Regions from separate parts of the Mus musculus genome. Here regions 1, 2, 4 and 5 are each linked to region 3. A link is a contact called in public HiChIP or PLAC-seq, capture Hi-C and promoter capture Hi-C data. All regions are on one chromosome and are shown on one strand. The core of a region is the stretch at or near the end of the contact, and the rest is flanking DNA. Distances in the headings are between cores, read along the strand shown.

Evidence for each region. Promoter capture Hi-C pulls out the DNA fragments that hold promoters and counts their contacts. HiChIP or PLAC-seq counts read pairs in DNA pulled down with a chosen protein or histone mark. Capture Hi-C pulls out chosen DNA fragments and counts their contacts.
Region 1: a contact with region 3 is called in a promoter capture Hi-C map of pre-B cells, with 2.0 times the contacts expected there. The contact joins the promoter of Eif3l here to the promoter of Dnal4 in region 3. A contact is called at or near these places in 2 of 39 promoter capture datasets (liver and pre-B cells) and 1 of 115 datasets of contacts at active chromatin or transcription factors (pancreatic cancer cells).
Region 2: a FOXA1 HiChIP or PLAC-seq map of pancreatic cancer cells shows a contact between it and region 3. The contact joins the promoter of Card10 here to the promoter of Dnal4 in region 3. A contact is called at or near these places in 1 of 39 promoter capture datasets (liver) and 1 of 115 datasets of contacts at active chromatin or transcription factors (pancreatic cancer cells).
Region 4: a promoter capture Hi-C map of liver shows a contact between it and region 3, with 2.1 times the contacts expected there. The contact joins the promoter of Lgals2 here to the promoter of Dnal4 in region 3. A contact is called at or near these places in 1 of 39 promoter capture datasets (liver) and 1 of 115 datasets of contacts at active chromatin or transcription factors (pancreatic cancer cells).
Region 5: a capture Hi-C map of macrophages shows a contact between it and region 3, with 2.1 times the contacts expected there. The contact joins the promoter of Polr2f here to the promoter of Dnal4 in region 3. A contact is called at or near these places in 2 of 115 datasets of contacts at active chromatin or transcription factors (the 3134 cell line and pancreatic cancer cells) and 3 of 9 other capture datasets (adipose tissue, liver and macrophages).

The regions. Positions count from the first base shown.
Region 1 is chr15:79,073,064-79,078,065 of GRCm38.p6, reverse strand. It overlaps Eif3l (eukaryotic translation initiation factor 3, subunit L), which reads right to left and starts at 2,843. Exons shown (of 13, transcript NM_145139.2): 1 at 2,774-2,843; 2 at 2,247-2,295; 3 at 1,025-1,235. The coding sequence starts at 2,806.
Region 2 is chr15:78,801,097-78,805,915 of GRCm38.p6, reverse strand. It overlaps Card10 (caspase recruitment domain family, member 10), which reads left to right and starts at 2,874. Exons shown (of 21, transcript NM_130859.2): 1 at 2,874-3,061; 2 at 3,284-3,535; 3 at 4,146-4,283. The coding sequence starts at 2,932.
Region 3 is chr15:79,772,194-79,777,636 of GRCm38.p6, reverse strand. Dnal4 (dynein, axonemal, light chain 4) reads left to right here and starts at 3,170. Exons shown (of 4, transcript NM_017470.2): 1 at 3,170-3,278. It overlaps Gm30977 (a long non-coding RNA gene), which reads right to left and starts at 3,109. Exons shown (of 4, transcript XR_875488.3): 1 at 2,851-3,109.
Region 4 is chr15:78,854,126-78,859,042 of GRCm38.p6, reverse strand. Lgals2 (lectin, galactose-binding, soluble 2) reads left to right here and starts at 3,514. Exons shown (of 4, transcript NM_025622.3): 1 at 3,514-3,571. The coding sequence starts at 3,566.
Region 5 is chr15:79,139,130-79,144,194 of GRCm38.p6, reverse strand. Polr2f (polymerase (RNA) II (DNA directed) polypeptide F) reads right to left here and starts at 2,870. Exons shown (of 5, transcript NM_027231.2): 1 at 2,761-2,870. The coding sequence starts at 2,780. It overlaps 1700088E04Rik (RIKEN cDNA 1700088E04 gene), which reads left to right and starts at 2,944. Exons shown (of 7, transcript NM_138581.2): 1 at 2,944-3,040; 2 at 3,203-3,314; 3 at 4,895-4,957. The coding sequence starts at 3,212.

The sequences.
Region 1 (5,002 bases), core at 1,594-4,093, 700 kb after region 3:
CAAATGTAAACAATTCACAACTGCAGAACAAGAAGGACTCAAGACCCAACCCTCGATCCAGAGACATGGGAGACAGCACAGAGACAGAAACAGAGCCTAAGGCTTCCATAAGCCTTGCCTCAACCCAGCTCTCCTCTCCTGACCCTCAGCAATGTGGGAGCAGAGGTCGGTCAACTCCTGTTCACTGATCCAATAGGCGGCTGGTTATTTGCACACACACATCCATCCTTGCTTGAAATATCTCCTATCCCATCCCTAGCTGGCCTGTCTATAGCTAGCATTCATTGCCTTCAGGGCATCCCTCAATACTACTCCGGAGCTTGGTTCACACTGGTATGTATTGGATGGTTACATAGTTCAAAATTAGACTCCGGTGTCAAGAGTACACAGGTTCAGAACTCGGCATACGCACAGTGCTAGCTATGCAATTCAGTTCTATTACAACAGGAGAAAAGAAGAAAAAAAAAAAATCACACAACTCCCATCATGGGATTACTGTTAAGAGCAAAGCAATAAACACACATGCCAACCCTGCTTCATCCACATGGTAACATGTACAAATTGGTACTTCTGTCATTATTAGTAATGATGTTATTTTAGATCTTGTTTGTTTCTGGGATACAAAGTCCAGTTAATTAACATGGCTCCAAGGCCAGTGGTTTGCAACCTGTGGGTTACAACTTCCTTGACAAGCTTTTACCTCCAGAAAATATTTACATTATAATTCACAACAATGACAAAATGACAGTTATGAAGTAGCAACAAAAAAATGGTTTTATGATTAGGGGGGCATCACAACATGAGGAACTGTATGAAGAAGTGCCAGCATTAGGAAGGATAAACCAGCGCTCTGGCCCAAAGGAGTCATAAAGACATAGTGAAACCATCTCCAAAACACACACACACACACACACACACACAGCACACACGCACATGTTTGCACACACAGGGAGGAGCTGCATCATCTTGCAGGCCCCCGTCGCCAGGCCAGCTCCACTCAGAAAGACAATGTTACAATCCACACCTGTTCTCGTAAATGTCCTGGATCTCGTACACCTTCTGGTCAATGACATCACTCGAGACGCGGCTGGCCTGAAGCTCGTACACCTTCTGGTCAATCAAATCGGAGACAGTCTTGTGGAAGTACTGGATGAAGTTTTTGATCACTTCCGGTATCACCTGATATGTCTGCTGCTCATACTGCCGCTCATAGGCAAGGTCCTGCTTCGGATCTCCTAGGAGAGAGACACGACAGAGTGCTCCCAGGCTCCTGATGACACGTCGGGGCAGGACCACCCCAAGGGGCCGGGGATAGAGTTCAGTCTCAGTCCCAGACTGCTTGCCCAGCATGGGCAAGGGTCTAAGGTCAGCCGTCATCCTCAATCCCAGCCCACTGTCCTTGTCCCTCAGGACATACCATTAAAGTTACTTCTCAGCTGGGTAGGTGGGTGCACACTGCTAATCCCAACCCTCAGACAGCTGAATCTGTGAGGCTAGCATGCTCTATATAGTGAGTTCCGGGATAGCCAGAGCTACATAACGAGACCCCCATCTTTAAAAAACAGGAAAGGAAACTCACTTTCTAACCAAATGATGCATAGTACGCTATTTTCTTTCACCTTTAAAGACACATTAACATGCTTACTTTGTAAAACTACTCTACTGTAAGGGCCAATAAAATACATGCTGTGAGCATCGCAAGCCACTTGGTACTTACTTAATCTCAAAGTGACTAGAACATTTCGGTAAACTTCAAAAGCCTCCCCAAAGTATTTCACTTAGACTTGGTTTGAATCAAGGAAGATTTTCACACCAAGATTTCCTTCTTTGGGGCTGGAGTGTGTGGTTTAATCTCATCTCCGGCACCCAAACAACAAAGCCACAAAGCTTTTTGACCTTGGCCAGACAGCTCAGGGAGGAGGGCTGTGGGTGTGGTTCAGAGACCGTCCACAAGCATGGGGCTCTGGGTTCCACCCCAGTATAACAAATAAAATCTGCCCCAAGTAAGAAAAACCTAGCCGGGTCAGTGATGGTCCTCTTCTGACGTGGGCAGGTAGACCACAAAAAAGGCCTGGTTTAATTAGACTCTTCACAACCCTACCAATCAGACCTAATGGCCGACTCCACCACTCCATTAGGACGCAGTTTTTAACAGGTCCCTGTTGGGAGTCAACGCTGAGATGGTCAAAGAAAAAAGTGCCAATCCTTGGAAGGCAAGAGACAGCCGGGCAAACTGAGAGCCTCACCTGTGTGCATATCATAGTCGCCCGGGTAGGCGTAGGGATCATAAGCAGCCTGCAAGGAAAGAGACAAAGTTAGGGAGACACGCCAAATGGGGACTCCAAAAATGCTCGTCCTCGGGCCTCCATGTCAAGCAGGAGGCAAAACATACTACTCAGATAAGACTGACAGTCGCTACCTCGGAGGGCTTCACATGTGTGAGAGAAAAGGGACCCCGGGCAAGCACAAAACACGCTTACAGGTGCAACAAGACAAGAAAAACACAGTAATAGCCCCGTCTGAAGCAGACGCCATGAGAGCCAAGAACTCAGCATTAAACACCCTTCAGCCCGCCTCCGACTGACTGCGACTACACGCGGGGACATACGGCCGGCAGAGGAGGGACCCGGGGAGGAGACCCGGGGCCGGGAGGGCCGGAATGATCGAGGTCCGCTTGTTCCGGCCCGATCTGGACGCCGCCTCACCTCGGGGACAGATCCCACCGAACCGGGTGCCCACCGCGGACCCCGCCACGCGCTCACCGCTTCATTACCTCAGACTCGTAGTCATCAGCGGGGTAAGACATGGCTACGGCGCTCCAGAAGCCCGTGGGAGAGAGCGGAAGAAGAACTCCGCGCCTGCTTGGCCGGACCGGAAGTCCCGCCCAGCCCAACCTGCCCGAAAGCCTTTCCGGGGTCGCCGGGGAAGCGAAGTAGCTCTGATTGGAAGGACGGAGTTCCTAAACTATCAGAGTTCCTTCCTCCCTGCAAAACGGGCTTTTCAAAGGACATTATTGTGGAGTATGGTGTGCACGCAGAAGTAGGGGCGGGCAAGCGATAAAGGGGAAGAATGCCTAGACCCTGTTGACTCACATCTGCCATCTCAAGGATGGCGGAGGCAGGAGACTGCAACAAATTCGAGGATAACCAAAGTTAGTTATTTCCAGGCCAATCTGATTATAAAGCGGGGTCTCCAAAACAACAACAACAAAAATAAAGAGAAATCAGAAGAAAACGGTACAGAGACGATGACAAGTGACCTGCTAAGATGTAGCGTTCCTGACCTTAGATTTAGGTGTAAACGGTTTTGCCTGCAGCGAGAAATTTCTCCCCCACACCACCACCACCAAAAAAAAAAAAAAAAAAAAAAAAAAAATCAACCTGAGAACACTCAGGATGACCAAACTGGTGAAGGCCCTTGACACCAAGCCTAACGACCTGAGTTCGATGTGGGAGACCCACATGGTGGAAGGCGAGAACCAATCCCTGAACAGCTGATTTGCCTTACCTTTTGGGCACCTGCATCCTTGTCTCCGGGTCACAACAATCTCTGCTTATTACAGCCAGGTACACAACTCTGGGCTTCGGCACTCATGCTTACCTCTGACCAGACTTTAGTACAAATGACCCCGGTATCACTGCCTGGCTCTCTGTTGAAGACAGGAGTTTGCTGGACGAGTGTTGCTAATCAACGCCCTCTACTCAAAGCGTCCTATTTAGAACTGCCATTCTCCCCCCTGGCTCCTTAAGCCCTAGACTCCTTAAAGTCGTTCCTTTTGTTTGCCTGTCTGGTTGCTTTGGTTTATTTAAGCAAGAAAGAATTAGGGTTTAATAAAGACCTTACTTTTAAGATTATTTATTCCTCTGTATGAGTGAATTATGCACACAGGGCATCAATCCTCTGGAGTTACAGCTGATTTTTCAAAAATCAGCCAGCTGTACCCCTGGCTGTCCTGGAACTCAGTCTGTAGACCAGACTGCCCTTGAACTCAAGAGATCCACCTGCCTCTGCCCCCTGCTTACTGGGATTAAAGGCTTGCATAGCTACCTCCCTGCTCATTTGGTTTTAGACAGGATCTTTCTATTATGTAATTCTGGGTGTCCTAGGGTCTATTATGTAGACCAGGATGACCTCAAACTCAGAGATCCACCTGCCTCTGCCTCCTGAGTGTTGGGATCAGAGGTGTGTACTACCACACCCATACCCCTCACCCCACACCCACACCCCAAGATGTTTTGCCATAGGTTAAGCACTAGCATTAGGGGATAGATGTACTCAGAACAATGTAAGATGCACCTGAGAACAGAGCAATGAGTGTCTCAAACTAGTCATAGAAAGTACATGGGTGGGCTGGTGAGATGGCTCAGTGGGTAAGAGCACCCGACTGCTCTTCCGAAGGTCAGGAGTTCAAATCCCAGCAACCACATGGTGGCTCACAACCATCCGTAACGAGATCTGACTCCCTCTTCTGGAGTGTCTGAGGACAGCTACAGTGTACTTACATATAATAAATAAATAAATAAATAAATCTTTAAAAAAAAAAAAAAAAAAAAAAAAAGAAAGTACATGGGTAAGTAAATATGGATAAGAACATAAATGTGGTTCTTCAAGGGAGGGTTAACTTTGCCACATTTCCTTGTCTCCTCTAGAGTATGACCTGAGGTGACTATGGTCATGAGACTAATGAGGTTTTCTTTTTTTTTTTTTTTTAGATTTATTTATTTATTTTTATGTATATGAGTACACTGTAGTTGTCTCCAGACACACCAGAAGAGGGCATCAGATCCCATTACAGATGGTTGTGAGCCATCCTGTGGCTGCTGGCCTTTGAACTCAGGACCTCTGGAGGAGCAGTCAGTACTCTTAGCCACTGAGCTATCTCTCCAGCCTGAGACTAATGACTAACTTTAGAGCCCCGGGACCATTTCTGAGTGCCCCGAGGGGATGAGGTAAGGTGCTCAGATAGTTTCATGTTTTATAAAACTTGCACAATAATACGTTT
Region 2 (4,819 bases), core at 1,625-4,124, 970 kb after region 3:
CAACAACAACAATAAAACAACAACAAAACAGCCCTCTGTCTGCTCAGTTGTAAAGACACTGTACCTCAGAGTTGGGGGTGTGGAGGAGCCTGAGGTGATGGGGCACAGAAGGGTTTGGACCTAGGGATGGGCTCCTTGATGAGTTGGGAAGAGAAATGACCTTGAAGATGGAGGTTCCTCAGCTCACATGGGCCGTACATTCCTGCACAGGGAGCACTCAGGCCATTTCTCCAAGGGGAAGACCTTTGTCCAAGAAGACATACATGGCTAAGGCCCAATATCAGTCCCCAGGGTCCCGGGTCTACTCTCCCACTGTCCTCCCCAGTTGTGTCTGACACTGCTCACCTCTTGTCACCTGCAGACAGGGAAATGGAGCCCCTGGGAGGTCTAGGACTCCTGGCCAGGTACCTGGGGACTCAGATCTCTGTCTCTCTCTGCCTTGCTTTCTTGGCACAGTGACAGGGAGAAGAATAATGGAGCAGAAGCCACAAGAAGACAGTATTGGAAGGGATGCTCAATGATAACCATCTGCCCTCCATGCTGGGAGCACCTAGGGACAGCAGACCGGGCAGGGGCATTTGTTGACAATGGAGATGTGGGTGTCCTGCTGATTACTGCCTGCTGCCAGGCTCCATAGCCACATAGGCAAGTGTGTGTGTGTGTGCATGTAAGTGTGTTTATAAATGCAACTGTGTTTGGACCATGTATGTGCATGTAAGAGTGCTATGTAATTGTGTATGTATGATTATGTCTATGTGTTGGTGTGTACCTGTATAACTGTGTGTGTCTATGAGTGTATCTGTTAGGTTGTCTGTGTATGTGTGTAAAACTGTGCTTGTGCCTTTGAGTGTGTCTGTGTAACCACGTGTGTCCATATAAATGTGTGTGCCTGTGTGTGTGCGCCTGTGAGTGAGTAAACACGGCATGTGTGTAAGCATGTATGATGTGTTTGTAGCCCTGTATATGTGTGCATCTTGGTGTGTCTGTGACTAGTAATGCATCTGTGTCCACGTGAGTGTGTCTGTGAAACCAAGTGTGTGCCTGGGAGTAAGTGTATGACCACGTGTGCACATGTGAGGTGTTTCAGGATCTCTATAGCTTCTTTAAGAGCAGGCTCTGGGACCTGCTGTGACTCTGTGACACCACGCCCCCCCCCCCCCCCCCCAAAGTCTGTTAGCTTACAAGCTAATTCCTAGTTTCAGTGCCAGATTCCTGGCCCTGGTTTTGCCTCTGATGAGAGAATAATTAACTAAAGACTCATTTTCCAGGGTTTCCTTCCCATTATCCCGGCCAAGAAAAAATATTCACAGGGCTGCGGTAGGGTGGAGCGGCTCTTTGAGGGAGGAGCTGCTCCCTGTGAGAGCCAGAGTCAGGGTATCAGGGTCAGCAGAGGAGAGGCGATCCTTGGGAGGGAGCCTAGTGTGAACCGAGCCTGGGGAGGGGAGAGAGGCCAGGGCGGATCCAGTGTGTGGCAAGTTCTTGCTCTCTCTGGGCCCCTGCTTCCTCCTTTGTAAAGGGATAGGTTTGCATTAGAATTCAGTCCTTTCTACAGAGCTGCTTCTGCAGGTGAACTGGTGATACTCCAAACAAAACCAAGTCAGCAAAAGTCTGTGGTTCTTCAAGGCTGGGAAAGGAACTAGGTTATGTAGGTAAACTAGTTTCTTTACTGCAGGGGCTGTTCAGGGGTTGTGGTCAACCTTGTTTCCTTGGGTGAGTGATGCATCTAATTCGGAAAGTATGGGTGGCTTTGGGGACCTACACATCTTTCCAGATCCTCTGTGTCCTCTTAACCCTGTTCTCGCCACCCCGAGGGCACTTTCCAGTGCCCAGAGAGCTTCTAGCATGTGACTACAGGACCTTATTGTGGGAGTATTAGTCTCCAAGGCAGAAGGGAGTTTTGACGCTGCCTTTTCAAATGTAATTGATTTTAACCACACTCCCTCCCACCCCGCAGGAACGGCCATTTAGAAATGCAAGCATCCTGGTCCCCGTGTGCCATCAACTTGACTCAGGAATGAAAGTGCAGTCAGTCTGGACACTTGCAGGGACTGACTCCCTTCTTTGGAAAGGTGCCCATGACCCCTCCCCTCTGCTGCCCACACAGGCTGTCCTGGGCTTGGTGAAAGATGTGAGCTCTTGGCAGCGTGTTCGGGAACACTGAGACTGTGGAGGGGCAATTGTCCAGGTCACCGGCAGATAAGAGGCCTAGCTGGGAACAGGATGCAAATGAATGCAAAGCTGAGACACACACAGAGAGAGACTCACAGCTGACCGGGGCTTTCAAGTGCCTAGGCACAGGGTGTTTGTGGGAGGGAGAGGCACGTGAGTAGTCTGTCTCCGGTCGAAGTCCTGCTCAACACTTGTAAGGCCATTATCCCAGAACATGGACACGTGTGAAAGTTCTGCTAGCTTCTGAGGCCCTGTCCCACACTTTGCAGATATTTCCTGAAAGACAGATATGTATTATGTGACTTTCAGCAGAGTGAATATACCTACCATGCGAGTTTAAGTGGGAATGATGGGGCTCTGTATATGAGGTCCGAGCCCAGAGCTCGCTAAGTTGGTGTGACCTGTTGACTTCAGGGCGTGTGTGGCTAGTGGAGCGGACACTTGTCGCGTTCAGGGTTCCGGGTGGCCAGCTGCACCGGGAGTCGGGCTTGTAGAGGGTGCAGGCTGGTGTTGTGCTCATGGTGGGGGACAAGGTGAGCAGCAGCGGCGGCAGTGGCCCTGGCGGTGGCGCGCGGGGTGTGGGCGCGCGCGTGGCGGCTCCGCCCCGTCGGGGGCCGGGCAGGTGTGGGAGGGCCGTGCGGACCCCGCCAGGACTGGCCCGGAGAGCCGGCGGGAAACAGGAAGCGGGGGTGGGGGGTGGGGAGGCGCGGCTGGCCCGCAGAGCGGCCGGGAGGACGACCGGAGCGCAGCGGGTCGCGGGCAATGTTGGGTGGCCCGGGAGGCCGCCGGGCTGGGGGCGGAGCCAATGACCCCGAAGGCACCGCCCCGTCGCGCCTCCGGAGCCGTCGGCCGAGCACAGAGCCGGGAGCTCAGGGCAGCTGCAGCGCCCGTGGTGAGTGCGGGGAGGACACGGGCGGGACAGCAGCGTGGGGACGTGAAAGGACGCCGACGGGACGCCCGGGAGGACGCGGGCGTGACCTCTCGGGGACCCGGGAGGGTGCAGGCAGAGCAGCTTGGGATCCCGGGAAGACGGAGCCCGACAGCGCCGGGACCCGCGGGCGACGCCCAGGTGCGGTGACCGCGGCTCCGTGCCCACCGTGCTTGTCGCCCGCAGGCTCGGAGGACGCGGCCATGCAGGGCCGGGCGGACGCGGGCGAGGCTGACGAGGAGGCTGGGGCGGGTTCGGGGTCGGAGGCCGAAGAGGACGCGCTGTGGGAGCGGATCGAGGGCGTCCGGCACCGACTGACGCGCGCCCTGAATCCGGCCAAGCTCACGCCGTATCTGCGCCAGTGCCGCGTCCTGGACGAACAGGACGAGGAGGAGGTGCTCAGCACCTACCGTTTCCCGTGCCGCGCTAACCGTACCGGTGAGCCCGCCGCCAGGGGTTTCCTCTCCCTTCCTAGGCCCGCTCCAGAGCAGACAGCTGGATGTGGTTGCCGGTGCCGATGGCGACCCCTGTGGGATCTTTACTGTGCTCTTTGACCTCTCTGGTTCTCTCTGTCCCATTTGTGTATCCCTTAAAGAATCAGTTTTTCTCAAGAGCTCAAATCCGGGCTCAGTTCTCCGAGGCTCCTCTCCCACTGGGCGTCTTTGTACCAGGACTGTCAGAGGGACTAAAAGTATCAGGGAACTTAAGTCAATGAGAGCATTTTGCCTGGGAAACGCAGGCATCCGATGCCCCCGGGCATGCGTAACGTGTGTGTGTGTGTGTGTGTGTGTGTGTGTGTGTGTGTGTGTGTGTGTGTGTGTGTGTAGGGGTTGCTGGGGACCTGCTCCAGTGCAGGTGCTCTGGGGAGGGTCTGGTGTTCCTAGCCAGGGCAGACTGAGCTTTGCTCCCTGATGTGTTGGGACAGGCCCCGGTGTGTGTCACAGCCCAAAAATCTGGGGAACGTAGGCCCTGGAGCATTGTCGGGGTGGAGAGCAGGGGCACTGGGGGAAGACCTCATCCTGACCCCTGTCACAACCTTTACCCTCAGGGCGCCTCATAGACATTTTACGCTGCCGGGGCAAGAGGGGCTTCGAGGCCTTCCTGGAAGCCCTGGAATTCTACTACCCAGAACACTTCACGCTGCTCACTGGCCAGGAACCTGCCCAACGCTGCTCCATGATCCTTGGTGAGCAATCTCAGTGGGTGCCCCATCCTTGCCACCAGAGCAGAATTTTCTTACCCCAACTGCACTGGGGGTGGTGGTGTCTGTTTTCACTATACCCATTGGACAGATGAAGAAACTGAGGCACCAACTGCAGAAGTTTACCCAGGGCCCCAGAGTTCAGAGTCCATGTGCTTAACATGACTCTCTCTCTCTAATCATCTTTATGAATGGTATGGCTAGTTTCTCATGTAAACGTTCAAGAATAAATGAGATGGCTTAGTGGATAAAGAAGCAAGCCTGGCCACCTGAGTTCACTCCCCGGGACCCACACAGTAGGAGAGAACCAACTCCTGAAAGTTGTGCATAGATGCTTTCCTTCCCCCGAGTAAATAGATAGATAGATAGATAGATAGATAGATAGATAAGTAAATGAATAAATAAATAGAAATGTAAGTTCAGGGTGGTGGTACTCGCCTGTAATACCACTCAGGAGGCAGAGGCAGGACCAGGTTTAAGGCCAGCCCAGGCTACATAGAGAGTGATAAGCAAGCCAGTTT
Region 3 (5,443 bases), core at 1,921-4,420:
AGGGGCTTGAAGCAGGAGGAAGGCGAGCCCTGACTTCCGACCTGGGGCAGTCACTTGATCTCATGGTGCATTCTGGGCCAACAGGAAGGAGCTGTTAACAAGGAAATGACGTGGGTTTGGGAAGGAGCTTGCTGACTGCAATGGAGGACTAGGGAAGGGTAGAGCTAAAGATGGCAGCCCGGGAAGGAAGTAGTTTCTATGACACTGGCTCCAGTTGTATTGCTGTGCTGGGACAGTCCTGTGAGGAGGCAGGACTGAGGACTAGAGGCCCAGTCACTGGCTGGAGTAGGCTAGGGTGGAGAAAGTATAAAGGTGACAGCTTGGTGTGTGCTACAGGCACCTAAGTGATGAGTGCAGTCATTTACCCAGATGGGAAATCTGGGGAGAACAGGCTGGAAACACACTACTTGGAAAAGCTTGTGGGCCACTCTGGTAGAGACAGCCAGGATGCTATGGGACATCTGAGCCTCCGTGCACAACAAGAGACCTAACCTGGGGAATAAAAGATCAAAGCAATCAGGACCTAGCTCAGTCATCCTCAATCTTCCCAATGCTTCAATACAGTGCCTCCTGCTGTTGAGATACCCCAAGTATAGCATTATTTTCATTGCTACATCATAACTGCAATCTTGCTATTGTTACAAATTGTAATGTGTTTTCCCATAGACGTAGGTGATCCCTGTAAGGGGTCGTGACCCACTGGTTGAGAACTGCTAATCTAAAAGGACAAGGATTAAGGGAGCTGCGGGCCTTAGAGCCCCAAAGGGACAGTGGTAAAGCAGCATTCCTCAGCAAGGCACAAATCAAGAGCGCCACTCCCTGGAAGAAGGGGACATTTCCAGAGTACCCACTTCCCACCTACAGTTCCAGTAAGTACCCCACTGGATGGGAATGCAAGCAAACAGAGAGGAGGTATTCCTGTTTTTGTCCATCTGACAAAGTATCTGGTAGAAGCAATTTAAGCAAAGACAATGTAGCCAGGCATTGTGGCAAATGCGTTTAAGCCCAGCATTTAGGAGGCAGAGGCAGGCAGATCTTTGAGCTGGAGACCAGCCTGGTCTAAGTTTCAGAACAGCCTGGGATACACAGGAAAGCCCTGTCTCAAAAAAAGAAAAAAAGTTTCTTTCGGTTTAAAATCCAGAGGTAGTGTCATTATAATAGAGAGGGGAATCATGTCAACCAGGATGTGGCTCCTGTGTCTTGGTGGCTCCAGTAGCCGAGAGGAAGGCAGGAAGCAGGGCAGGACAGGGCAGGGCTGTAACCTTCAAGGCATGTTCCTTAGCTGCCTACCAGCTAGGTCTGATGTCCCAAAGGTTCCACCACCTGCAACAGTGTTATCAGCTGGAAAGCAAATGTGCAAACCATAAGCCCTTGGCTGACATTTCCTATGGAAACAATAACCACTTGTCAGAAAAACACAGTAATATTAAGGACCAAAGCAAGAGCCCAAGATGGGAGCCAAAAATGAATTAGAGGTCTGGGGGACACAAGAGAGCCAGGTTACCCTGTTACCCAGTAGCTCCCACAAGGTAGCCTGCAGAAAAACACCCTATGATCCTCCATTCCGTTGCAGGAGATCCTGGAATCTGCACTGCAGAAAGATCTATAGGTACTACCTCTGTGATAGAGAACTGTGTGAAGGTTTCTGCGGTTGGTGCTGCCAGCAGGGAAGGAAGATGGTCTAACAATTGCTGTTGCTCCTCAGAAGGTCACTGGTAACCACAAGAGAGGGAATTTCAGAAACATCGTGGGAGTGGAAGCCAGATTGTGGTGGGCGGGAGAATGAATGGGAGGCGAGAAAGAGAGGATGGCAAACAAGGACCCCTTTGGGGGAGTCGTTTGTGTAAGTGACAGAAGTGAGAGCGTCATCCCCCTCAAAGGCTGCCCTTCATCTCCTGGAGAAAGTTGGAAAAGAGGATTAAGGAAATTTGAAGGCTGAGTAAGATTCGCCACAGACAGTCAGAACTTTCCAGGGAGGCTAGCTAGGAACTGTCGTGTGCTGAGCTGAATTCCTGCTGCCAAGTCTCAAACCAAGCCCAATGTGTGTGTTCTGGGTCTGTACACTCAAGCTAGGTTAATCCACTGTCCCAGATCAGACCTTGTTACCACTCTCCCCAAAGCTCTCCAGCAACCAATGACTCTATCTCACCTCACACCAGGGGCCACTTGTGTTTCAAACCTCTCTTTCTTCTGCCCTGCTTCTTTCTTTGTCTTCCCCTCTACTTGACCTACTATGTTGACCCTGCACTCCTACTACGTTGACCCTGCACCCAGGCCTCTTGGAGCTACCGCTGTCCCGCTCCCATTAGCATTCTGGTCATCTTGGGCTCTTCCCGCCTCGTTGTCCCACTTAAAAAGAGCCAGTACCCTGCCAGTCTCTGCTATAGAAGCACGCGGAAACGATTCCATTTCTTCTCATGGCTCTATACCTTCTGAACTGTGCCTTCCGCAGAATCACCAGCTAGTGGGGCTTCATTAATGATTGCATGATACGCATAGAATAAATGTTTAGATTATGGGGCATTCCACTGATCCATTCTTCTTCTTCACCTTCCCCTCAGCAAGAGGCTCTAACACTCTTTGGTCATTTCTTTCCAAGAATCAGAAGCAGGTTCCAGACAACTGCATCTGATGGTACAGGTGTCTCCCAGCCCCTGGGACAAAGCAACCCTGGAGGGTTTGCACAAGGGAAAGATCTGGATTCCTTCTCTGAGGTTATGCCTTGATTCTTTCCTTCAGTCTCTCTAGTTCTACACATTGGCCCAGACGGGATCACGGATGCTGTTAACAGTAAGCACTGTGTTGCGAATCAATGAGACAGTCACTCACTGTAAAGGACTAAAACACTACCTAAGTTCTGGTGGTTATCAGGCTCCTGCGGTCGTCGTAAAATAGCAGATCAGCGTCACGACACCAACAAACTGCATTTGTCATTTTCGATGTCGAAAACTCCCAGGGCAATACAGCTTTAAGAAGTTTGTTCCTCTACAAAGACTACTTCTGCCTGTCCGCAGCTGCTCCGGCAGGCTTAAGACGACTATGAGCGAAGCCCCACCTCCTCGGTCTTTAAGCCACGCCCCTCGCGTAAGCTCCGGCCTCCTAGGCCCCTTCGGAATTAATTGGCACTTCTCTACACCAATAATAAGTGATATTGCTGTCAACGTCCGGTGACGGGACGGGACTTCCGTGATGGTTGCTAAGACACTCTGGCTCGCTCCTTGACAACCCTGGCGGGGGTGCGCTGGCTGTGGCCTCGGCTCCGGCCCCCGCGGGAGCAGGTGAGGGCGCGGAGTGCGGAGGGCAGCGCGGCGGGGAGGGCTGGCCCTGAGGGAGGGCGGGAGGATGCGCGGGGCGGACAAGGCCTGGCCCAACGCTAGGCCCCACCTAGGTCCCCAGCCCGCGGTTCCCGGCCCAGGACCTCCCCTTGTCCCACGTAGGAGACCACGGAGCTTGGCAGTGACATTGCGCACCAGCACCACTTTGCAGGCCGCTCCTCCTCACTCATCTTGGGTCCTGTTTAGCTCCATGCCCTCGCATCCTCCCTGTTTTGACTCCCACTGCACTTTGTCCCCGCACCACCTCGCTGCTGACTGGTGGTCTAAATCGCCTCGTCCCAGATCACTTGGTTTGGAGATTTGGCGATACTCTGGGATTCTAGGCTGACTATTGCCCGACGGGGGGCACTCAGTCTTCCCATCTATAAAGTCGAAATTGGGTTGAATGGTCGCAAAGGCCTTTTGGACTCTGACGTCCTAGCATGATGTTGTGGGACTTAACTGTCAACGCCCCTTAGGATGTGTGTTCTCCTAACCTTTTATGTAATGCAAAGAATTTGGCAAACTTAAGTTGGATTCCCATTGGTAAGAACTACCTAAGATCTCTCTGGGCACCAGTCAGTGCATCTATAAAGCCAATAGTCTGAAGTTCATCTCCTTTGGCAAATGAAGTACAAAGGGTCCAGTCCAGTGTAGACGGTACTTGCTCACTTGTCTTTTTTCTGTGTGTATGTGCGTTCCTGTGTGTGCAGTTACATGTGGAGGCTGGAAGTCAACATTCGGTGTCTTTCACAATCACTCTCCACCTTATTGTCTGAGACAGGGTCTCCCTCTTTGATGCCAGGAGCTCACCACTGGGCTTCATGGCTAATGAGCTTCCAAGGATCCATCCTCTCAGCTGCCTCTCCAATGCTGGGCTCACAGGCATGGCCGCCTCACCCAGCCCTTTACACGGGTGCTGGGATAGAAAACTCTGGTCTTCATACTTTTGTAGCAAGCACTTTATAAACTGACCTCCACCCCCTAATTTCTTCTTTTTGTCTGTTATGACCTCACACTTTCCCTCCTGGGAAGAGCCCAGTGCTTTCCTGCGCAGTATCCCACTCAGTAGCCACTGTCTGCAGATGAACCTCAGGCCTGCTGTCTGGCTCTGCTCTTCCCCTGTGGCTAGGAATTCTTGGGGTACAGGAGTGAGGAAACTGAAAGAGGTTGGTACAGTGATACGAGGATTCATAGCTTCCCTTTTCCAACCATCCATGACTCTGCCATCTTTTCCTCCTGACTAAATGTCTCCATTTGCATTTTGCCAGCTGCTAGCATCAAGCTGGCCTGCCTATCTGTTCTACCTGGTTTCTTCCATGCTCTGGTAGGCTCATCCCTCTGAGAAAGTTATCAAGTTACCTTGATTCTCTCTCCGTGGGGTATCACACCCTCCCCATTCCTGAGACCATTCTGGCCTCTTAGGCCTGTTTTCTGGGCTGATCGCTGTAGCTTCCTGGCTGCCATCCCTGTCAATCCAACTCCCCAACCTCTGTGCTGCCAGCCACCCTGAAAGCTCCAAGAAGCCAGGCAAGGTCGTGATGCTTGCAACCCAAGGGCTTGGCTGTGTCAGCAGTATCACAAGTTCAAGGTCATCAGGAGCTCAGTGGTTCAGTGAGTTCAAAGCCACCCTGTGTTATGTGAGAGCAAAAACAGAATCCAAGGTTGTTTTTTTTTTAAATTTTTTTATTAAGTATTTTCTTCATTTACATTTCCAATGCTATCCCAAAAGTCCCCCATACCCTCCCCCGCCACTCCCCTACCCACCCACTCCCACTTCTTGGTCCTGGCGTTCCCCAGTACTGAAGCAAATAAAGTTTGCAAGACCAATGGGCCTCTCTTTCCAATGATGGCCGACTAGGCCATCTTCTGATACATATGCAGCTAGAGACACGAGCTCTGGGGGTACTGGTTAGTTCATATTGTTGTTCCACCTATAGGATTGCAGACCCCTTTAGCTCCTTGGGTACTTTCTCTAGCTCCTCCATTGGGGATCCCATGATCCATCCAATAGCTGACTGTGAGCATCCAGTAGAATCCAAGTTTTTATGCCTGGGTTTTAGGGCTCTCTACACTTCCACAACCCACCCCCAGCTTTTTTTCCCCCCTCCTTTCTCAATTGTGTTCTT
Region 4 (4,917 bases), core at 2,265-4,764, 920 kb after region 3:
ATGTGTGCCCACACACATGCAAACATGCGGACACACTGACACTGACACCGCCACACCTACTTGTGGAAAACTAACCCCCTGAAACCTCTCGAAATCAAACCCACTCAGTACACAGCTCTGTGAGAATGAGCCCGGGCAGAGGGTCCTTCTGCCCCCAGAGCAGGGTTTCTCTCCCCAGCTTTAGATGCGGAAAGACAGTGTATTTACCTAGTTCTGGGAAATGAGGCTATCCAAGTGTAGAGATTTAAGATAAAAGATTTCCCGCCTGGCGTTGTGGCCGCAAGCCTTTAATTTTAGAATTGGGGGCGGGGGGAGGAGGGGCAGAGACAAGCAGATCTCTATGAGTTTGAGGCCAGCCTAGACTACATATTGAGTTCCAGGAAAGTCAGAGCTATGTAAAGACACCCTGTCTCAAAAAAAAAAAAAAAAAAAAAAAAACCCAACTCACAGTTTCGGTAAGAATCCTAGAAGGGGGCTGATAAGCCTGCTGTGCCTCTGGCTCAGGTCTCTTACCAGGCTGCATTGAGCTGGCCAAAGTGGGGTCAGACCCAAGGGCAAGAGTGCCCATGTGGCTTGCGGCTGTGCGGATGGAGACTTAAGTTCTTTGGCACACAAGCCTTTTCTTACAACAGGGCTGTGCTGCTTATACCAGAATAAGGACAGGGAGAATGGGCCTTTGGTAATATTCCTGTCTTAATCCACTTTTTTGCTGCTATATCAGCATATCTCATACCAAACAGTATTAACAAGAGATGTTTACTCTCTGTGACCCAGAGGCTAGGAAGTCCATGAGGATGCCACCGTGCCACCGCACCAGGCTAGGGTCCTTGTGCTGTGTCATAGCTGAGAACAAGAGGACATATGGCAGGCAGGGGGGAAGTTGGGCCCAGCCCATGCTTTTATTAGGAGCCCATTCTGGCATTGATCTACTAGGTGATTAGGTGGCCTAATTGTCTCTTCAAGGCCGAGCCTCACCATGTGACCCAGTGGCATTTATTTTTCTGACATTAAGTCTCCAGCAGCCCAGGCTGGCCTCCATCTACCATGTAGCCAAAGATGACTTTGAACTCTTGATCCTCTCAAGCCTAGGCTAACAGGTCGGCACCACTGTGCTCGGCTGAAGACAATGAATTCACCATGAGCTGAGCTTTGGGGCAAACGTTCAGACCCCAGCACTAGCCTTGGCTGGGACAGCCCATCACTGCTATATAAATAACTCTTCCCGTCAGAAGCAAATCACAAGTCCGGTGATGTGAGTGAAGTTGATCTTACAAAAGTGTGCATGTAGGGAGGGGCTGGAGCCCTCTGGGGGGAGACGGCTCAGTGTGTAAGAGCACTTGCTCTGAGAACATGAGGATCCGAGTTCAAATCCCTGGCACCTGCATGACTGAGCCTGAGGCAGAGGATAAGCTCAGGCCAGCCTGAGGTAACTAGTGAATTCTAGGCCAACCTGGGTTAGAGAGACACCATGTATCATAAGCAAGCAAACCATAAAATGCAGCTTGAAAGACACACAGACTTATGGCTTGTCATGTCGCTCTAGCTGTGAAGGTGACATGACATGAGACATGAGATTTCTGTTCTTTTTCTGAGCACTTGCCAAAGCTTCTGTGGTGTGTGGGACTTAATGCCATCATCAGAGGTGAACCAGGTCCACTTTCTACTGCACTTTCAAATGTCTTAGCTCCTTTGGCTCCCAGGAGAAGGGCTGAGAAGCAATCCATTTCCTCGTGGGTAAAATAAGGAAATAAACCACTCCCCTCTTGGCCTGGCACCGGAGGTGGTGTCTGATGGGAGCACTGGGCAGTGAGCCACCCACCGGCTCCTGGCACCCCATGGGACTAGGCAGGGCTGGTCTCCCAGTGCCCTGCCCAGCGCGGTTACTGCCAACTCGGATGGAAGCCTCCATGGCTTGCCAGTCCAGAGCTCTGGCAAAGTTCTGTTTCTGGGAATGTGCACTGGGGAGCTTGTTGGGGGTGCTGAGGGAGTAGCGTTTTTCTTTTTAGAAGATTTATTTATTTATTTTATGTATATGAGTACACTGTAGCTGTCTTCAGACACACCAGAAGAAGGCATCAGATCCCATTACAGATAGTTGTGAGCCACCATGTGGTTGCTGGGAATTGAACTCAGGACCTCTGGAAGAGCAGTCAGTGCTCTTAACCACTGAGCCATCTCTCCAGCCTGGGAGTAGCGTTTTTTAATGGGGCAGACTAAGATGAAGTAGTGCTCAGAGGTAGGACATGGCTTCTATAAACTAAGCCTTGGAGAGCTGGAGTGTTTCACAGCCAGCGACATCTGATTCTGAAGTGCAGATCTGTGAGCCTCAGTGTTCCCAAATGAAGTAGGATAAACAACTGTAGAGACCTGTCTGTGGTACAAACCCACTGGAAGGACGGGCAGCACAGGTTCCCTCCCAGCAGAGGAACTACGTCAGGTTTCTTCCTCTTGACAGTATCTAATTGTGTATATGGACCCCAACTACCACAAAATTCATAGGCATAAAGGGCGAAGGACAGAAACCCCCAGTGTCCCGAACCCTTGGGTTCCCTCCTGCACGTTTGGTCTGTGTCCCAGCAGAACCAAGCTCTTTTGTGCATGGTGCCAGGGATGGAAGCCACAGGGCATGCATCCTGAGGATACAGCACACCACTGAACCACCCAGCCCTCGCAGAATAGTTGACTTTTGGCATCTTCTTCCGCCCGTTTTTAAGCACTTCAGTTATACTTATTTGTGTGTGCACATGTGCCATGGTCCATGTGTGGAGGTCAGAGGGGACACCTTGCAAGAGTTGGTTCTTTCCTTCCATCATGTGAGCTCCGGGAAGCAAACCCCGGTGGTTAGGCTTGGCAGCAGGCACCTTTATCCGTCGAGCCATCTCACTGGCCCTAGATGTGAATCTACCACTTTTGAAGCAAAATGTGTGCAGCCAGATATAGTGTTTCCTGCCTGTAATCCCAGCACTTGGGGCAGAAGTGTGAGAATAGAGAGTCCAAGGCTAACCTGGGCTAAATGGTCAGACTCTGTTTCACAAGAAGAAAAAAAAAGAAACAAATTATATGTATAATCAGAAAAAGCATGGATGAGAGAAGGGAGAAAAAAGTCTTTGAATGACTCACAGACACACTGAAAATTAGAAGCTTGGACATCTTTTAACAGAGCCAGCCTGTCTTTTTGTGGTTGTAGGAGCTGGGCTCAGCAAAGAGGTTGGATGGCCTGCCAAGATCGGGGTGTTTGTGGTTTGTGTGGGGGTGGCACTAGGGCATCCTCCCTTGGGCTTTGTGGAGTACTGACCACGGAGGCTGGTAGGAATTGCCAGAAGCGGGGCCAGAGGGATGCTCACGATCGAGTCAGAGTGAGTGAGGAGCCATCTTCCTGTTTGTTGAGTGAGTGCCTGCATATACAGACCGGGTGATATTAGGAGATAAAGGTCCAAAGTCCTTATTTATGGCCTCGGGGTGGTTAATGTGTAATACTCTGGGATTATAAGCCTGACCAAGAGGGGATACCTTGAGCACAAACCTCTAGGAGCAACTGGGAGAGCTGTGGCCAGGAGCTGTCACCATGTCGGTGAGGATGCTGGCCCTCTGCACCCACTTCCTTCTGCTCATGTGTCTTTGCTAGAGTGTGTGGGTTGGGGGGTTCTGGGGTCCATTGTTTGTTTATTTATTTGTTTGTTTGTTTGTTTTTTCAAGACAAGGTTTCTCTGTGTAGCCCTGGCTGTCCTGGAACTCATTTTTTAGACCAGGCTGGCCTTGAACTCAGAAATCCACCTGCCTCTGCCTCCCAAGTGCCACCACCACCCGGCTTCTGGGGTCCATTATTGCCACCCTTCTCTTTGTGTCAGTTTCTCCCGGAGAACCAAAAAGAAAGCTGGGTTGCCAAGCTGGTGACACATGCCTTTAATCCCAGCACTAGGGAGACAGAGGCAGGAGGATCTCTGAGTTCAAGACCAGCCTGGTCTATAGAGAGTGAGCTCCAGGATAGCCAGAGCTATGTAGAGAGACCCTGTCTCTAAAACTAAAAGAAGAAAACTGGTGGATAATCTCTCAAACCCTTAGCATTGAAGCTGTCTGTCTCTCTGTCACCACCAAGTTCAGGGCCAGAACTTTCCTTTCCCTCTTTGAGGACAGCAACAGTCGTATTAATTATTACTGCCGACCTCTACTGAGTCTCATAAAGATGAGAGTTGTAGGGCAGGGGCTGGGGGAAGGGCCCAGACCAACGATATAGCATGTGCGGTGATTTAGCCAGTGCAAGGCCCTGGGTTGGAACTCCAGCACCAGAAAATATCACGCTTCCAGAGGAACTGCATGGAACAAGCTGAGTGGGTAAAGTGCTTGTCCACCATGCATATAGCCCAGGGTTTGATCTCCAGCACTGCATAAACTGGATGTGACGGCGCAACTGGCAAGCCCAGGATTCAAAGGCCAGAGGCAGGGGGATTTCTGAGTTTGAGGCCAGCCTGGTGTATATAATGAGTTCCAGCTACATACTGAGATCCTGTTGAGAGAGAGAGAGAGAGAGAGAGAGAGAGAGAGAGAGAGAGAGAGAGAGAGAATGGAAGAAAAGGAAGGAAGGAAGGAAGGAAGGAAGGAAAGAGAGAGAGAGAGAGAAAGAAAGAAAAAAGAGAGAAAGAGAAAAGGAAGAAGGGAGGGAGAGAAGTATGGAGGGAGGGAAACTGAGGCTCAAGATGAAACCATAGGTGGCTAATATCTACATATTGCAAGAGTATTGGCACACTCTCGAGAGCCTGTGTTCCGATCTGGCTCCTGTGAAGTTTCTGGTGTGACTTTGGACAAGTTGATGTCCCTCTCTCGGGCAGCTGGTTCTCCCTGATGTGTATGAGATGGGACCACATGACACTCTCTGGGGACTAGATGATAGGTTTATTCCCTAGGACTGTTGGAACAAAC
Region 5 (5,065 bases), core at 1,621-4,120, 630 kb after region 3:
CTGCGCCATCCCCCTCGTCATGAAGACAGTTTCAGCCTCTCATAAGGACATAAGGAGAGAAATATAAACGTGCCAGGGTGGTAGCACACTCCTGTACTCCTAGCATTTGGAAATGGGAAGTGAGAGAACTAGGAGTTTGAGCCCAGCCTGGGCTACATAGTGAGATTTTGTCTCAAGAACAAAAACAAGTGAAGTGTACTTCAGGGCTGGAGCTGTAACTCAAAAGTAGGGTGTGTAGACAGCATGCATGAAGCCGCTGGCACTCACAGCACCAGCACACTACCAGCATCACCTCCCCCTCTTAAAAACAAACAAACAACACACCATTATTCTTTCCCCTCCTGCTACAGCTTAATTCCATATTCCCTTATGGTGGAGAAAACAAACAAACAAACAAACAAACAAAACTACATAAGACCAAGGTGACATTGCCATTTTCATAGCCTAAGGTCACCAGGCTTCTAAAAACATGCTTATTTATTGCTAACGTGCACATGATGCGTGCTCGCGTACAGGCCCACATACACCACCAAGACTCCCTTTTCTGTTCTCTCCTTCTACCAGGGGCTCTAGGGATCAAACCTAGGTTGTTAGGCTCGGGCAGCAAAACTTTCACCTTTAGCCCCTCCTCCATCTCATCAGCCTCCCGTGGTGCACAATGTCTGAGGGAGCTGCCCAAACTCGCTGTCTCCAATTCTTCACTTCCCGAGTCAGAGCCTCACCTCAGTAAGGCTTTCGCCACACCCTCAAGCTCCACAGCCATCCTTCCTGTGCTCACTGATCATCGCACCCCACAACCTCCCCATTGAAAAGTGTCTCTTTGGGCTGGTGAGATGGCTCAGTGGGTAAGGGCACCCGACTGCTCTTCCGAAGGTCTGAAGTTCAAATCCCAGCAACCACATGGTGGCTCACAACCACCCGTAATGAGATCTGGTGCCCTCTTCTGGTGTATCTGAAGACAACTACAGTGTACTTACATATAGTAAATAAATAAATCTTTAAAAAAAAAAGGGGCTGGTGAGATGGCTCAGTGGGTAAGAGCACCCGACTGTTCTTCCAAAGGTCCAGAGTTCAAATCCCAGCAACCACATGGTGGCTCACAACCATCTGTAACGAAATCTGACGCCCTCTTCTGGTGTGTCTGAAGACAGCTACAGTGTACTTACATGTAATAAATAAATAAATCTTTAAAAAAAAAAAAAAAAAAAAAAAGAAAAGTGTCTCTTTGTGCTGCCTGGCTGTCCTGGAACTCACTCTGCAGACAAGGCTGGCCTGGAACTCACTCTGCAGACAAGGCTGGCCTGGAACTGAGAGATTCCCCCCCCCCCCCCCAAGTCTCTGCCCTGAGTGCTGGAATCAAAGGCTTGCACCACCCCCAGCTTCACTAAGGATCTTTACAATGCTGAACCCTTCCCCTGGACAGCCAGCATACCTGGCTCCTCCCTCCTGCCTCCCACTCTGGGGGAGGGGATGCTTTTCTGGGTTCTCTTCCCCCCAAGTCACTCACTCACCATCTCTTCTCTGGTGGCAATCACTGCCCTGGTCAACGCCGTCATCTCTGCTTTCATTGCATTTTTGACTGTATTTTGTATGCTTGTTTTGAAGTCAATCTTACTGCACAGTATGTAACTCAGGCTGGCCTGAGACTCACTATGTTGACATCTAGTTCAGGACAATTCCCCTGCAGTAGCCTCCCAAGTGCTAGGATTACAGGTGTGAACCACCACGCCCAGACTCTGAATTCTGACTGATCTATCAGGACTACCATAGTTCATCTTCTCTCTTGATTAACATATACAGCGTATCAAGAAATCCTTTAGGTTCTATCTTTAAAATATATCAGGATCCAGGCATGGTGGCGCACGCCTGTAATCCAGTGCTCAGGAGGTGAAAGCAGGCAGATCTCTGTAAGTTTGAGGACAGCCAAATCTACACAGTGACTTCCAGACACAGCTAGGACTATGTTGAAAGACTCTGTCTCAGGAAAAAAAAAAAAAAAAAAGAACAAAAATCACCTGGAAAGCAGAGGTAGATGAATCTCTATGTTCGAACCACCTGATATAAGGTTATATTTGGTCTCCAAATAAATAAAATAAAAATATGTCCAGCCGGGTGGTGGTGGCGCACGCCTTTAATCCCAGCACTTGGGGAGGCAGAGGTGGGTGAATTCCTGAGTTCAGCCTGATCTACAAAAGTGAGTTCCAGGACAGCCTGGGCTATACAGAGAAACCCTGTCTCGGAAAAAAAAAAAAAAAATGTCCATAATCCAGCTGGGTCTGGTGGTTCATGCCAGATATATCAACACTTGGGAAGCTGAAGCAGAGGACTGTGTCGAATTCAAAGCCAGCCTTAGCTATATAGTGAATTCCCGGGCAGCCTGGGTTTCAGAGTGAGGCCTTGCCTCAAACAACACTAAACTTCATGCTCTCTAGAGTCTATCCCCACTTCTGCCACCTCTGCTACTATCACACCTAGCCCAAGCCCGCGTCTGCTCCCAGCCTTCCAGGCCATTCTCTGGGTTGCTTTTTCCTTCCTACTTCCACGACTACACAAGCTACACACCTCTGGCATTCCCTTCCAGAAAGAGAGCGCTCAGAGGACAGGGGCCACACGGACTGAACTCTCTGACCACTGTCCCCATTGCTCCGCGAGGTAGGAAGTTCTGAAGACTTCGCCCCACCAACCCAGCAGCTGGGCTAGCCTGTGCTCCAAGAGCCCTGCTCGCACCACGACCTCCCTCCTTCCGTGGCCCGTGCTCACTTGTCCTCGTTGTCTGACATGATGCCTTCTCCGCCCGGGGCGCAGAGCAGAGAACGCGCGCCTTTGCCCCTCGCCGCACCACGCGTAGTTTGCGCTTGCGCCGTGACCCAGGCGCAGTTACTTCCGGGAAGCAGCGGCCGACCAGACGCTAATGCGCGTGCGTGGAGGCGTGTCGCTAGTTACCATGGTAACAAGGAGCGATTAGTGAGGACGCTGACACTCTAGCTCCTTGGAGTTTCTCCGTGCGGAGGGCTCTGTCACGCCCAGGTCATCGCCTAAGGTGAGCGCTCCTCCCCGGACCGTCACGATAGGGACTGTGGTCACTGCGCTGTCCGGAGCCGAGGGGTCGGGCACCAGCTTCTCAGACTCCCAGGTTGCTCGTGATGAGAGGTCCGGATTGCGAAGCGTAACTAGGGCGAGTCATTGCTTCTCTCCCTCCTAGGGCCCTCCCATGGCTTCCCAGGAAAGGGTGGACTCGGTGACCAAAGGAACCGGGTTCCGCCGCTGCCGTAAGCAAGCAGGTTACACGCCGGGGACTTGTGAGCTGCTCAGAGGTCAGTGCATTAGGGGATCAACGACCCGAGCGGTGCGGTTTTTCCTTAAGAGCTTGGGATTCTGAAAGGTTCGGGGAAGAATCAAAGACCAGAGATGGAGAATTTTGGAATGGTTAGTTCATCTTTTACATGCACTTTCAATGAAGCCTATCTCCTCACTGCAGTGGGACCTTCACAGTACCAAATTCAATTCCCTTCACCAGGCTTAGACATTATACAGTCTTAGAGGTGTTTAGTGTCACCTTCTAAATGGTGAACACCACCAGGCAAAGAAACGTGCCTGTTTCTGCTCACAACTGTAGCTCCAGCCTCTGCTACATGAATGAGCATGTATGCACTTAATTATTCAACGACAAAAACCTAATGTGTGATTTGGATATTGTCCTAGGTACTAGGAATAGAGTGTTGAGAGGATTGCAAAGGACAACTCTTGCTCTCAGAAAACTGATAACACAGGAGGGTAACAAGAAAAATGAACAGGAGAAAATTATAGAGCTGAAGGTGTTGCTCAGTGACAGAGTATATTCTAGGCAGATGTGGAGTCTGGGTTTCAGCCCCAGCACACCATACACAAAAAAGTCTGTGTGTGTTACAGTTGGAGAGCTGGCTCAGTGGTTAGGAACATGTACTGCCCTTTGAAAGCTCATTCCCCAGCACCCATGTTAGCCAGTCACCAAAAAAGTGTGTGTGTCTTAGGCATATGTAATGGGAGGATTGCCTGAGCCCAAGAAAAGCTAGCCTAGATAATATAGTAAGAACCTATCCTTGAAATAAAATAAGGACTGGAAAGATGGCTCAGAGATTAAGAGCACTGGCTATTCTCAAGGACCCAAGTTCAATCCCCCACAACCATATCAGGTGGGTCAAAGCAATGTGTAACTCTAGCTTCCTATGAGTCAGTGCCTTTCCCTGCCCTCCACAGGCAGCCATACACGCATAGCTACACACTCACGCACGCGCGCGCGCACACACACACACACACACACACACACACACGACCTTTTATTTTTTAAGATTTGTTTGTTTATTTATTATGGATAGTGTTCGGCCTGCATGTATGCCTGCAGGCCAGAAGAGGGCACCAGATCCCATTACAGATGGTTGTGAGCTTCCACGTGGTTGTTGGGAATTGAACTCAGGACCTCTGGAAGAGCATCATATATGCTCTTGATATGTGAGTCATCTCTCCAGCCCACATACAATCTTAAAGGGAGAAAAGCTGCATATAGTGGCTCATGTCTTTGATTCTAGCACTCTGAAGAAAGAGGTGGGTGAGTCTTTGTGAGTTAGAGGCTTGCCCAATGTACATACCAAATTTCAGGACAGCCAGGCTACAAAGTGAGACCGTTTCTATAAATAAACAAATAAATAAAAAGAGAAATAAAAAAAGATAAATTAATGAATAAATACAAGAAAAGGAAAAGAACCTTAAGTGACAGGCACTCTAAAGAAGATGGAGTAGGCAGAGGAGTGGAGGAGCTCAGTGCAGAATGGAGGGGGGGGGCGGGCAAGGGCGGGACCTGGTGGGATGAGGTGTGTCTGCTGAAGCTCCAGACGTCAGCCCCGGCTTTATTTTGCAGTTATGATGAAGGAGTCTAAACTGACAAACTTCCAGCAACGCCACATCATGGACACCATGAAAAGTAAGGGCAGTCACTCTGACGCTAGAGACTTTCTGGGCGAAGGAACCAGGGATACTTTTTTTTTTTTTTTTTTTTTTTTCTTGAGACAGGGTTTCTCTGTGTAGCCCT